Linked DNA regions of Mus musculus: region 1 is linked to region 2. The links are chromatin contacts, called in public Micro-C maps. All regions are on one chromosome and are shown on one strand. Each heading gives the region's core, a stretch centred on a gene start, on an enhancer-like site or on the middle of the called end of the contact. The rest is flanking DNA. Distances are from core to core; before and after follow the strand shown. Region 1 holds the start of Sox7 (SRY (sex determining region Y)-box 7). Region 2 holds the start of Xkr6 (X-linked Kx blood group related 6).

What was found. A called contact is a pair of places that touch in the nucleus more often than the background predicts.
Region 1: a contact with region 2 is called in a Micro-C map of embryonic stem cells, with 4 times the contacts expected there. The contact joins the promoter of Sox7 here to the promoter of Xkr6 in region 2. A contact is called at or near these places in 1 of 39 promoter capture datasets (liver) and 1 of 484 Hi-C or Micro-C datasets (embryonic stem cells).

What each region holds. Positions count from the first base shown.
Region 1 is chr14:63,940,867-63,945,665 of GRCm38.p6, forward strand. It overlaps Sox7 (SRY (sex determining region Y)-box 7), which reads left to right and starts at 2,840. Exons shown (of 2, transcript NM_011446.1): 1 at 2,840-3,127. The coding sequence starts at 2,890.
Region 2 is chr14:63,603,518-63,608,789 of GRCm38.p6, forward strand. Xkr6 (X-linked Kx blood group related 6) reads left to right here and starts at 3,013. Exons shown (of 3, transcript NM_173393.2): 1 at 3,013-3,767. The coding sequence starts at 3,013. Gm15918 (predicted gene 15918) reads right to left here and starts at 4,202. Exons shown (of 2, transcript NR_167937.1): 1 at 3,442-4,202.

The sequences.
Region 1 (4,799 bases), core at 1,590-4,089, 340 kb after region 2:
TTGCAGCTCTTACAGGAGTCTAGAATGATCAGATCAATACACTGACACAGTCCTGGGCCAGCACTGGCAAAATCCGGCATCCGAATGCCTGGGGCGGGGCGGGGCGGGGCGGGGCAGGGCGGGGCGGGGCGCCGTAGCTGCTGTAGTTCATCGGCCTTTCGACTCTTCAGGGCTGATCAGTACTTTTGCAAAGTATGACTTTCGCAGAGATGTGAGAGGCGCCAGGGTCACTGCAACTCTGTGTCCTTTGGCGTCTCCTCCACCCTTTTCCGGCTTTCCCACTGGCCAAAGAGCGTGCTCCCAGGTCCCTTCCCCGCTACTTGGACTGCCTGGATGATTCTCAGTGGGAGAGAATGTGCCTAGACCTGCTGGGACTAGATGCCCCAGGGTGGGGTGGTACCCAAGGGGGGTTCCCCTTCTCTGGAGACAAGGTGTGGGGACAATGGGGGAGGGATTTGTAAGGGTGAGACTGGGAAGAGAGGCGGGAGGGGGCTGTAATTGGGATGTAAAGTAAATTTAAAAGAGGAAGAGGAGGAGGAGGAGGGGAAAGAGGAGGGGAGGAAGAGGGAGGAGGAGGGAGAGGGAGAGGGAGAGGGAGAGGGAGAGGGAGAGGGAGAGGGAGAGGGAGAGGGAGAGGGAGAGGAAGAAACATCATTACAAAGATGAAGTTACAAAAGTGAGCAAACCAACCAGCCCGGGTTCCAGCCTACAGATGGCTCCAAGCAGCAGGTCGGTCAGCGATGGAGCAAAGTCACAAAGACTTCAGGCTCACAACTATCACCAGTTGCAATGTGTGAAACTAACTACTTGGAAGCAACTTTCCCAACCTGTATTCTCCGAGCCTGACCCCTCTCTTTGCCCCGGGTTTGCCAAGGTATCTACAGTCTTCCCTAACGGTTCTGCACTGTGTGAGCCCAGCATTTCCACAAACAGGCGCTGGCCTCTCTGAAGCTGCATTAAAAGCAACCTGTCCCTTGAGCAGAGTTAGGGTCAAACTAGTGGCCCCTTGTGATCCATTGTCGTCCTGTTCCTCTTTCTCAGAAAGCCATACCTCTCAAGGAGAAGCATGTCTGGGAGCAATCGTGGCAGTGAAGCACAACACTGCAAATGGCCTAGCGCCCACCCCCAACAGCCCCATGGAGACTTCTGCCTCTGGATATGCTGGGCAAACCTTCCAGTCTAGGATGGTGCCTGATGGCTCTGCGGCCTGCACCTCAGGACACCCTCTTCCAGACTAGCTCCCTGCTGCACCACCTTTGGCTGGTAGCTGTCCTGGCTTTGCACAGTAGCGGGGGTGGGGGTGGGGGGTGGGGCAGCGATCACCGGCTTTAAGGGACACCGGCCTTAGAGCCCTGTTGCTGGACCCTGACCCGAGTCTATTTTATGCCGAAAGCACATGCCCTGATGAATTTTATCTAGGGTCCTTGAGGGTAAAATTAGGTCTTAAAGTCGGAGAAGTTGCAGTTCTCCGGACATTTACAGCGTCTCAGCACTGGCCGCCTTGCACGTTGTAAGCAAATTCAGTCACCTCACAGGGACTTTGAGACTAGAGAGGCATCTCCATCAAAGATTACACAGCCAGAGCTCACTGTATTTACCTCATCACCGCCTGTGAGATCAGCCTTATCGCCGGGTTTTAGGATTAGGAAAGGTCTTGGGAGATACCGGACTTGCTGTCACGCATTCAGTAACTCAAGACAGAGTCTCACACCCAACACCACTGTCTTCCGCTCAGACTCTGCCTCTTTCGAAGGTCGCCTCTGTGGAGCCTCCACATGGGGTGGCGCGCCATAAATGTTTGTGGGTCTAATTCCAGGAACTAGGCCCCCCGCCCCTGCGGTGTTTCTACAGTGGGGTGTGTCTAAAGCATGTTGGCTCGTTATTTCACTCATTCGTTCATTCACTCATTCGGCAGTTCTTGAATGCCTACTGTGTGTAGGCGCTGATGTAACCGCCAAAGCAGCCGCGGCGTGCGTTAGGGTCTCAAGTTCCCGGTCCACAGCTCATTCAGGATACGGGGAAACCGAGAAGGCTCCACTGTAAGGAAGTAGTTGGGACACATAGGAGCGGAAAAGCGGCTCCTCTAGAGTCGGAAGAAGCACCAGAAATGGATTCCGCAAAAGGGCTACTAGCAAGGAAGATGCAGACTCAGACTGCCGGGGTCAGCGGCAGGCAGAGTGGGATGGGGGCAAAGACAAGAAGAGGAAAATCGGATAGCAGAAAACCCGACCCCTCTAGAGATCCACAGTGCCAGTTTAGGGAAGTCAGTGCGCCGAGTCCCTAGTCCGGTGGATCCCACATCCACCTAAGACCCTTGGTGGCTGCCCACGTTTACTGGGGCGAGATGACCCAAGCCATGGGTGTGATCTGTTCACAACAGCATACTTGGCCGATCTAGGGATATTGATAGTGTCTCTCCTCCTCGAGTATCCTGGTGTAAGCTGTTTGAGTTCGGTTTTCCTTTGCGGGAGTTTTGGTGGAGTCTGGTCCCAGCGCGGAGGGCAGCCCAACAACGGAACAGGGGCTGGACCTGACTCCTGCGCCAAGCAGTGGTGACTTCGAGCCGTGGGCGCGCTCCTCCTGGCCCTGCAGCACCTGCACCGGAGCGGGATCGGGGCAGGCTCGGGAGGCGGAGGGGCGGACAGGGGCGGGCACCGGGGCAGGCTCGGCCCCTCCCTCCCCCTGCCGGCAGGTCGCAGCGGGGACGCCGCGGCGGGGCAGCCGGGAGGGGCCGCGCCGCCCCAGAGAGTCATTGGCGGACCCGGTGGCCCGAAGCTGATAAATAAGGGCCAAGCCCGAGGCTGCTGGCCAAGTTGGACGTCGCGACCTGAGCGAGGGCCAGGTCAGCGCCGGCCCCACGAGGCGAAGCCAAGTGACCCGCGTTCGGCCATGGCCTCGCTGCTGGGCGCCTATCCGTGGACCGAGGGACTGGAGTGTCCCGCCCTGGAAGCCGAGCTGTCGGATGGGCTGTCGCCGCCCGCCGTCCCCCGACCTTCAGGGGACAAGAGTTCGGAAAGCCGGATCCGGCGGCCCATGAATGCCTTCATGGTGTGGGCCAAGGATGAGAGGAAACGTCTGGCAGTGCAGAACCCGGACCTGCACAACGCGGAGCTCAGCAAGATGCTGGGTAAGTGCGCGGGGCACGAAGCTGTTGCGAGGATGGCGCGGGTGACAACGCTGTTCGGAAAGGTGGGGAGTGGGGGTGGGATTTGAACACAGACACCACCAGGGCCTGAGCGGGCCACGGTGAAACCGGTGAAACCAGTGAAACTTTAGGAACAGCACGGGGCTCCGGACTGGTCCCTACTCTGGGTCGCGGAGCTGAGACTCCGGTCTCAGGAGCAGGAGCGACCCGCGGCCTGTCCCGGGGACTGGAACTAGGGCTTAAGGACTCAGAGGGGCAGATACGTTTAGTCTGGGTGGAATCGGCGGAACCGGCGTTTGCTGGAAGACTGAGGAGACTCCACTCCTCACGTTGTAGACTGGGAAAATCAGAAAGAGATATTGTCACAGAGAAAAAGATAACGAACGTACGTCAGTTGAGGCCTCACTGAGAAACGTCTCTATTTTTAACTATTTAACAGAAAGAAAAAGAAAATCAGCAACAAAAGATGTCCACCCGAATAGGCTGGGTTCGCTCATCTATTTATCGAAGAAGTGTAAATAACTTGAAAAGAAATTTTGAGCAGCCAGAGAGGGTCTTTGAATCCCATCGCTTCTTGCTTATAGCTATGGTGCTGTCCGCAGATAATCCTGACTGGAACCAGACAGGCCAGAGAATTGGGGATGAAAATGCTAAAACGGTTCCAAGGAACCCGTTCTTGTTGGATTTTCTATTCTCTCCAGTACTCAGAGCAGGGGTGGGTGGGTTAATATATGCATTACACACACACACACACACACACACACACACACACACACACACACTTATACACACACGTATTAATTAAATGTGTTTGTGTTAGTGAGTGTATGCGTGCACACTCGTGCCACCATGAGTGTGTGGGGGGCAGTCAGAAGACATCTGGGAGGTGGGGAGTAAGTTCTTTCTTGCCATCATGTGGGTTCTAGGAATTAGACATTCACATCTTCAGGCTTCGTGGCAAAAAATGCCTTAACCCACTGAATTAGTCTCAAAGCCAAAAAACTTTCAACCTTACCTTACTTCAAATCTCTTTACCCTTCAACGTGGTTCTTATTTATTTTAACCAGTAAGATCCCTTCAAAATATTTTGTTTGCAGAGGGCACCAAGGCCTGCCAGGAGAGGCATACAGGCCACTGGACCCCACCCCGCTGGGATGGAAGCCCTTCCCTTTTCCGTAGGAGCCTGGGCTCTTTCCTCTTTCAGAGTCACAGATCGAGGGCTGGCTTTCTGCTGGTAATAGGCCTGAGCCTAGAGAGATGGCCCAGCTCTCTGGCTGTCTGGAGGCTCCAAAAAGCACTTGGTGAGAGTTGTGGGGTTCCAAACACCTCTTATCCAAATCTTTGGCCAACTCCACCCAGTGTGTATTGGTGATCATTGCCGTTGGGCCTCCTTCCTCCGAACAAAATAATAAGCCTGTACATTCCCCATTCTATTAGCATAACAAGAAATAGACTAATATCTACAACCATTTTTTTTATCTGAAAGCTTATATTGTTTTCTTTTTTAATGAATTTTATGAATCTCTCTGTGGTTCAGTCCCAGTTGGGGAGAGAATGTTTTTTATTTTTTACCAGGTTTCTGAGGAAGGCCCTGGTGGAGATAAAAGGGTGGGGAACCTGGAAAGGAATCCAGGCTGCCTTATTTGGGGGGTGA
Region 2 (5,272 bases), core at 1,763-4,262:
TTACCCAGAAAATTAGCCATTAACACTTTCATCTATCCAATGCCTATGTGTTCAATACTGACACAGTGCTAAACATGCACAGAATATTTAACTGACCTAAAACTCTGGGTTAAATTGTATCTTCCACCAAATAGTCCAAAATCTCATATAAATCTTTTACTAAAGATAGGTTTATTATCACTGTTACTGACTTTAATTTTAGAGCCTTCTGGATTGGAGAATGTATGCATGCCCCCCTTTTCAAAAAAAAACAAAAAACAAAAAACAAAAAAAACCCAAAAAAAACCAAAAGACAAAAAAGATAGAAAGATAAAATTGTTGAGCCAGCAATTACAAAATTGAAATCACTTGCAAAGACTGAATCATGTATCTACCTGAAACTTCAATTTGACACTTTTTGACTCATTGTCTCTTTTGTCAGCCTTAGCGAGTGTGAGTGTAAATTACTTAGCTAATTTCACCTGTAGATGCTATTCTTTCAGAGCACAGAGAAATAAGGATCATAAATATGCCGTTACTGCCTGCTTTTGTATCTCATTTCGTAGTCCCAGATTTAAATAAAGAAAATATATTTAAAAGTACAAATTAATTGCACTTATTTCCTGGAAATATTTCAAAATGCTTTCTTATATTAGTGCCAATAAATTTACTTAATAGGGTTTAACTAGATATATATTGGGGTGATACCAATATAACAGTAACAGTAAGGGCAACAATAACACAGGCAGTTAGTTACCATTTGTTTACTGCCTATGAGGTATCATGTTGGAAGCTTTAAATAGATTATTACTGAGCACAGTTTCAAAGAAAGCATATATTCCATGATATGAAGACATCAACTGAGGTTTAAAGAGATTATCTGGTTTATGTTATTCACATACCACTTTAATGGAACAAGAATTCATGTCTGAGCAACTGTGTGCAACCCATGGTTTAAGATGTTATTTCACTGCTGTTCCTTTTTTCTTTTTGAAAAGATTTATTTTTATGTGCATTTATGTCTGCATGAGGATGCCAGGTCCCCTGAAACTTGGATTAGAGACAGTTGTGAGTTGCCATGTGGGTGTTGAGAAGGGAACCAAGGTCCTCTGGAGGAGCAGCCAGTGCTCTTAACCTGTGAGCCATTTCTCCAGCCCCCAAGGTGTTGTTTCAACTCCAGCAAAGAAACAGTCTTTCACCTATATGCAGAAATAATATTTTACCTGTTAGTGCTGTTTTATTACCATAGAAAGTAAAAGGATTAAACTATAGCAAAAAGTAAAAGATGCAGTTATATGATTTCTTTCACAAAGTAGATTTTAGAATCACTTTCTGTAATGTATGGGTAAAATTCTTTACATAGTTTTTCAGTTTTTATACATTTTATCTTGGCATGATATACTCATGAAAACTTGTGTTCTGCAATAGGGTATTCTCTTCTTTCCCAGTCACTCTAGAAACTGAAGTAGATCCTATAGGGTTAAATGTCATAAGTTGTCAAAGTAGTTTTTTTCTTCAGAACCTCAATGCTATAAACATATTACCTATTTGTCTTGTTAGCATTCCAAAAAAAACAAAACAAAAAACAAAACAAAAAAACCCATTATTGCCATTCTTAGATTACTGAAAAAAATTGGATAAAAACAATCTACAGAGGTTGATGAGAAAATTCCAGTGTTTTCTTTTTCACTTTTTCTTTAAAATACTTCTTTAAAATAACTCATCAATAACAACTAAGTAGTTTGCTGTCTTCCACTGAAAGAGCATTGTAATTCAAATCCATTCAGTGCTGCCTCATTTATACAATTTGTTAGTGAAGCTCAAATACTCTGCACCTATTTTAATGATATAGCACATTAATAACATTTTCACTCATTTAAAGCCATGTTTACTAACAGAGCCTTAGCACCCCCCAAAACACTGGCAAAGACAAGTTTCACACATTCAAATTGCCTGAACAAGTAATTGATACATACAGCTTAAAGCTTTTTTTTTTTTTTTTTTTTTTTTTTTCCCAAATGAAGGTCTTTAGAGAGTTTTAAAATCACGCTAAAACAAACAAAAAAAAGTAGGTAAAAACATGTTTGACTGTGCAGAAAACACTCAAGGTCACAAGATGCCCATTTAGTTCTTGCTACAACAGGAAAGAGGCAACCAGGCTGATTTCTAGCTAAATTTTGCCTAGAATTTTCTTGAGGGAAAGTTGGAAACTTTATTACAAAATATGGGAAAGTTATCAAGTGACAGGAAAATTAGGGGGTCAATAAAGATGAAAGATGTCTAAACAGAAGTGAGAATCAGTAAGTTTGTGGACTCTTATTGACTTATGTCATTATTTTTAGAGCCCCTCAAAATAAGAAACTAACACGGATGAAGGGGGGGTTATCCAGCCAGAGGTGAGACACAGCCATTTTGGTGGGGGGGAGGGGGGTGTCTAACTACACAATGAGGTCATCCTATCTCCCGGAAGTGACAAGTAATCACCTGCTTTTCACTAGCTCCTCCCCTTCCCTCAAAGGTCCCGCCCCTCTGCCCGCAGCCGGGAGGGTGTTAGGGGGCGTTTCTCCCAGAGCAAAGCTGAGAGCTGCGACGCAGAGGAAGGGGACCCCAAAACGTCTGGCACTGCCTCCTCCAGGGAACACTTTGGACCGTCTCACTCAACCCAGCGGGATTCTGAAACGCCGAGGGGTCAACCTGATGGGTTTCGGGGTCAACGGAAGAGGGGACGGGGAGCCCTGGCGGGGAGAACCCCCCGGCCCCCCGCCCAGCAGCTGAGGCACAGGAGGGCGGCCATCTTGGCCGGTAGGGTAGGGCCAGGAGGCTGCGGGCGCCGTGCGATTGGGGGGCTCGCCCGGAAGTGACGCCGCCCGCCCGGAAGCGGAGGGGGTTCCCTGGCCCACTCCCCCCGTTCGTCTGCTCCCCGCTTCCTCCCCGCCCCCCTTCCTCTCCATTCGTTCCCCCCCTCCCCGGTCCCTGCCTTCTCCCCCCACCCGTCCCTCCCCCCCAACCTCCGGAGCTGGGAAGAGAGTCAAGATGGCGGCGAAATCCGATGGCGGTGGCGTGGGGGTGGGCTTCGCCCAGCTGCACAACCTGGACGAGGCGGTGGGCAGCGGCGAGGAGGACGGGGAGCCCGGGGGAGGCGGCTGCGGCGGCGGCGACGGCAGCGAGCCCGGCGAGAGCAGCTCGCTGCACATCTGCCACTGCTGCAACACCTCCTCGTGCTACTGGGGCTGCCGCTCCGCCTGCCTGCGCTCGCTGCTGGGCAAGAAGCCGCGCCGCAGCGCCGCCGCCGCCGACGGGGGGGACCAGCCGCTGCAGCCGCCCGGGGCCGCCGGCCGCCACCCCCCGACGCCCTCGGCCGGCCGACCGCAGCCCGCGTCGCCGCAGGTGGAGCGGCCGTGGCTTGACTGCCTGTGGATCGTGCTCGCGCTGCTGGTGTTCTTCGGGGACGTGGGTACCGACCTGTGGCTGGCCCTCGACTACTACCGCAAGGGGGACTACGGCTGCTTCGGGCTGACCCTGTTCTTCGTGCTGGTGCCGTCGCTGCTGGTGCAGAGCCTGAGCTTCCGCTGGTTCGTGCAGGACTACACGGGCGGCGGGCTAGGCGCCGTGGAGGGGCTCAGCAGCCGGGGACCCCCAATGATGGGGGCCGGCTACGGCCACGGCGCGGCCCGCGGCGGCCCGGGTGCGGGGGGCTCGGCCACCCCGGGGGCGCAGCGTCTGTGCCGCCTCTCCGTGTGGATCTGGCAGTCGGTCATCCACCTGCTGCAGATGGGGCAGGTGTGGAGGTAAGAGCACTGCGGGCTGGGGGCGGGGGCTGCGGCCGCGCGCGGGCCCCTCGGACAGTCTGGGCTAGGTTGAGCCGGGGGTAGCCGTGCGCTGTCTTAGCATCTCGGGACGGTCTATAGGTTGCCTGGCCACGCCTTTTGGCCCGGGGGAGGCCCTAGGTCCTGCTGTTTGTCCATCTCCGTCCCTGGGTTGCACTTGGAGAAGACCCTGCCTCTACCCTCCCGCCTCTCCTCTGCAGACCTCCATCCTGGTTGCCCCCTTTCCCCCCCCCGCTGTGTCCCAAGGTAACTGGCGCTCGTTTGCATCCTGGAGGAGACCTGGCCTCCTTCAGCCGGTTGCACTTGGCCTTCCCCCCTACCCCCATCCTCCCCGAGGGACATTTCCTCCCCCCCCCCACTCCTGTTTTCTCTCTGCAGTGGCCGGTGTGGGGCCCTGTGGAAAAACCCTAGCTGCCTCTCCTTAAAGCACTCCTTCCTTTCACGCCCCTCCTCCTCCTGCAGCCCCAGCCCCTGCAAACACCGCTGCTCCACACCGCTGCCCTCCTTGAAGGAAAAAAAATGACTTTTTTTTTCTTTCCGGAATAGATGTGCCCTTTTCGCAGTGACAGGGAAAAAAAATGAGATGGTATCTAGTGGCAGCAAGCGTTTGCTGTTAACTCTCACCTCTGGAAAATCACTGAGCCACTTGAGCACCTATTTCTGTTTTTAACGGCCAGGCCTCTGTGTGGTTTGTGTTTACATCCAAGATGCAAGCTTGGCCTCAAGGCCCTTTCCCCTGCTTCTGTAAAGTCCTCGTGTGTCAGGTTGATCTCTCAAAACCACTCACCAAGGAACCTTGTCTGCCTCACTGTCTAAGCACATAGAGTACCTCACTGACTAGCTACCCCACCTTCTACCTCATTAACTGTCCACCTCGCTGACTGATTGCTTCACTGTTTACATCATAGCCTCTCCAACTGCCTTCCTTGTCTACCTTACCGCCTCACCGTCTTCCCCCACTTCCCGGCTACCTCACTGATTGCCTGTTTACACCAGACTCATATATATGCCTTCCTATGTGGTCTGCCTCACTGACTGTCTTACTGTCTTGCCCTCATTGACAGGCTACCTCACCAACTGGCTACTCCACTGACTGGGTACCTCACTGGCTGCTTCGCTGTTTTCCTTTCCCACTACCTGGTACCTCACTAGCTCACCAGCTGGCTTTCTTCTCTGTCTGACCACACTGACTGGTTGCTTTCCTGATTCCATCCTTAGCTCACTGCCTTCTCTGTTTATCTCCCTGTCTACCTCCTCGTTCACCTCGGCGATTACCTCCAGTGCTTACCTAACTGCCTGACTGCTGTTGTTTACGTCACTCTCTCACTGTCTGCTGACTGTCTCCGTGTCTTCCACTTATTATCTGTCTCTGTCTACTTACGGAATACCTCTCGATGACTGCTTCACTACACCCATTTCCCTCACTGTCTGCTCACTGCCTCGCTCCCTGCCACACTGATTACCGT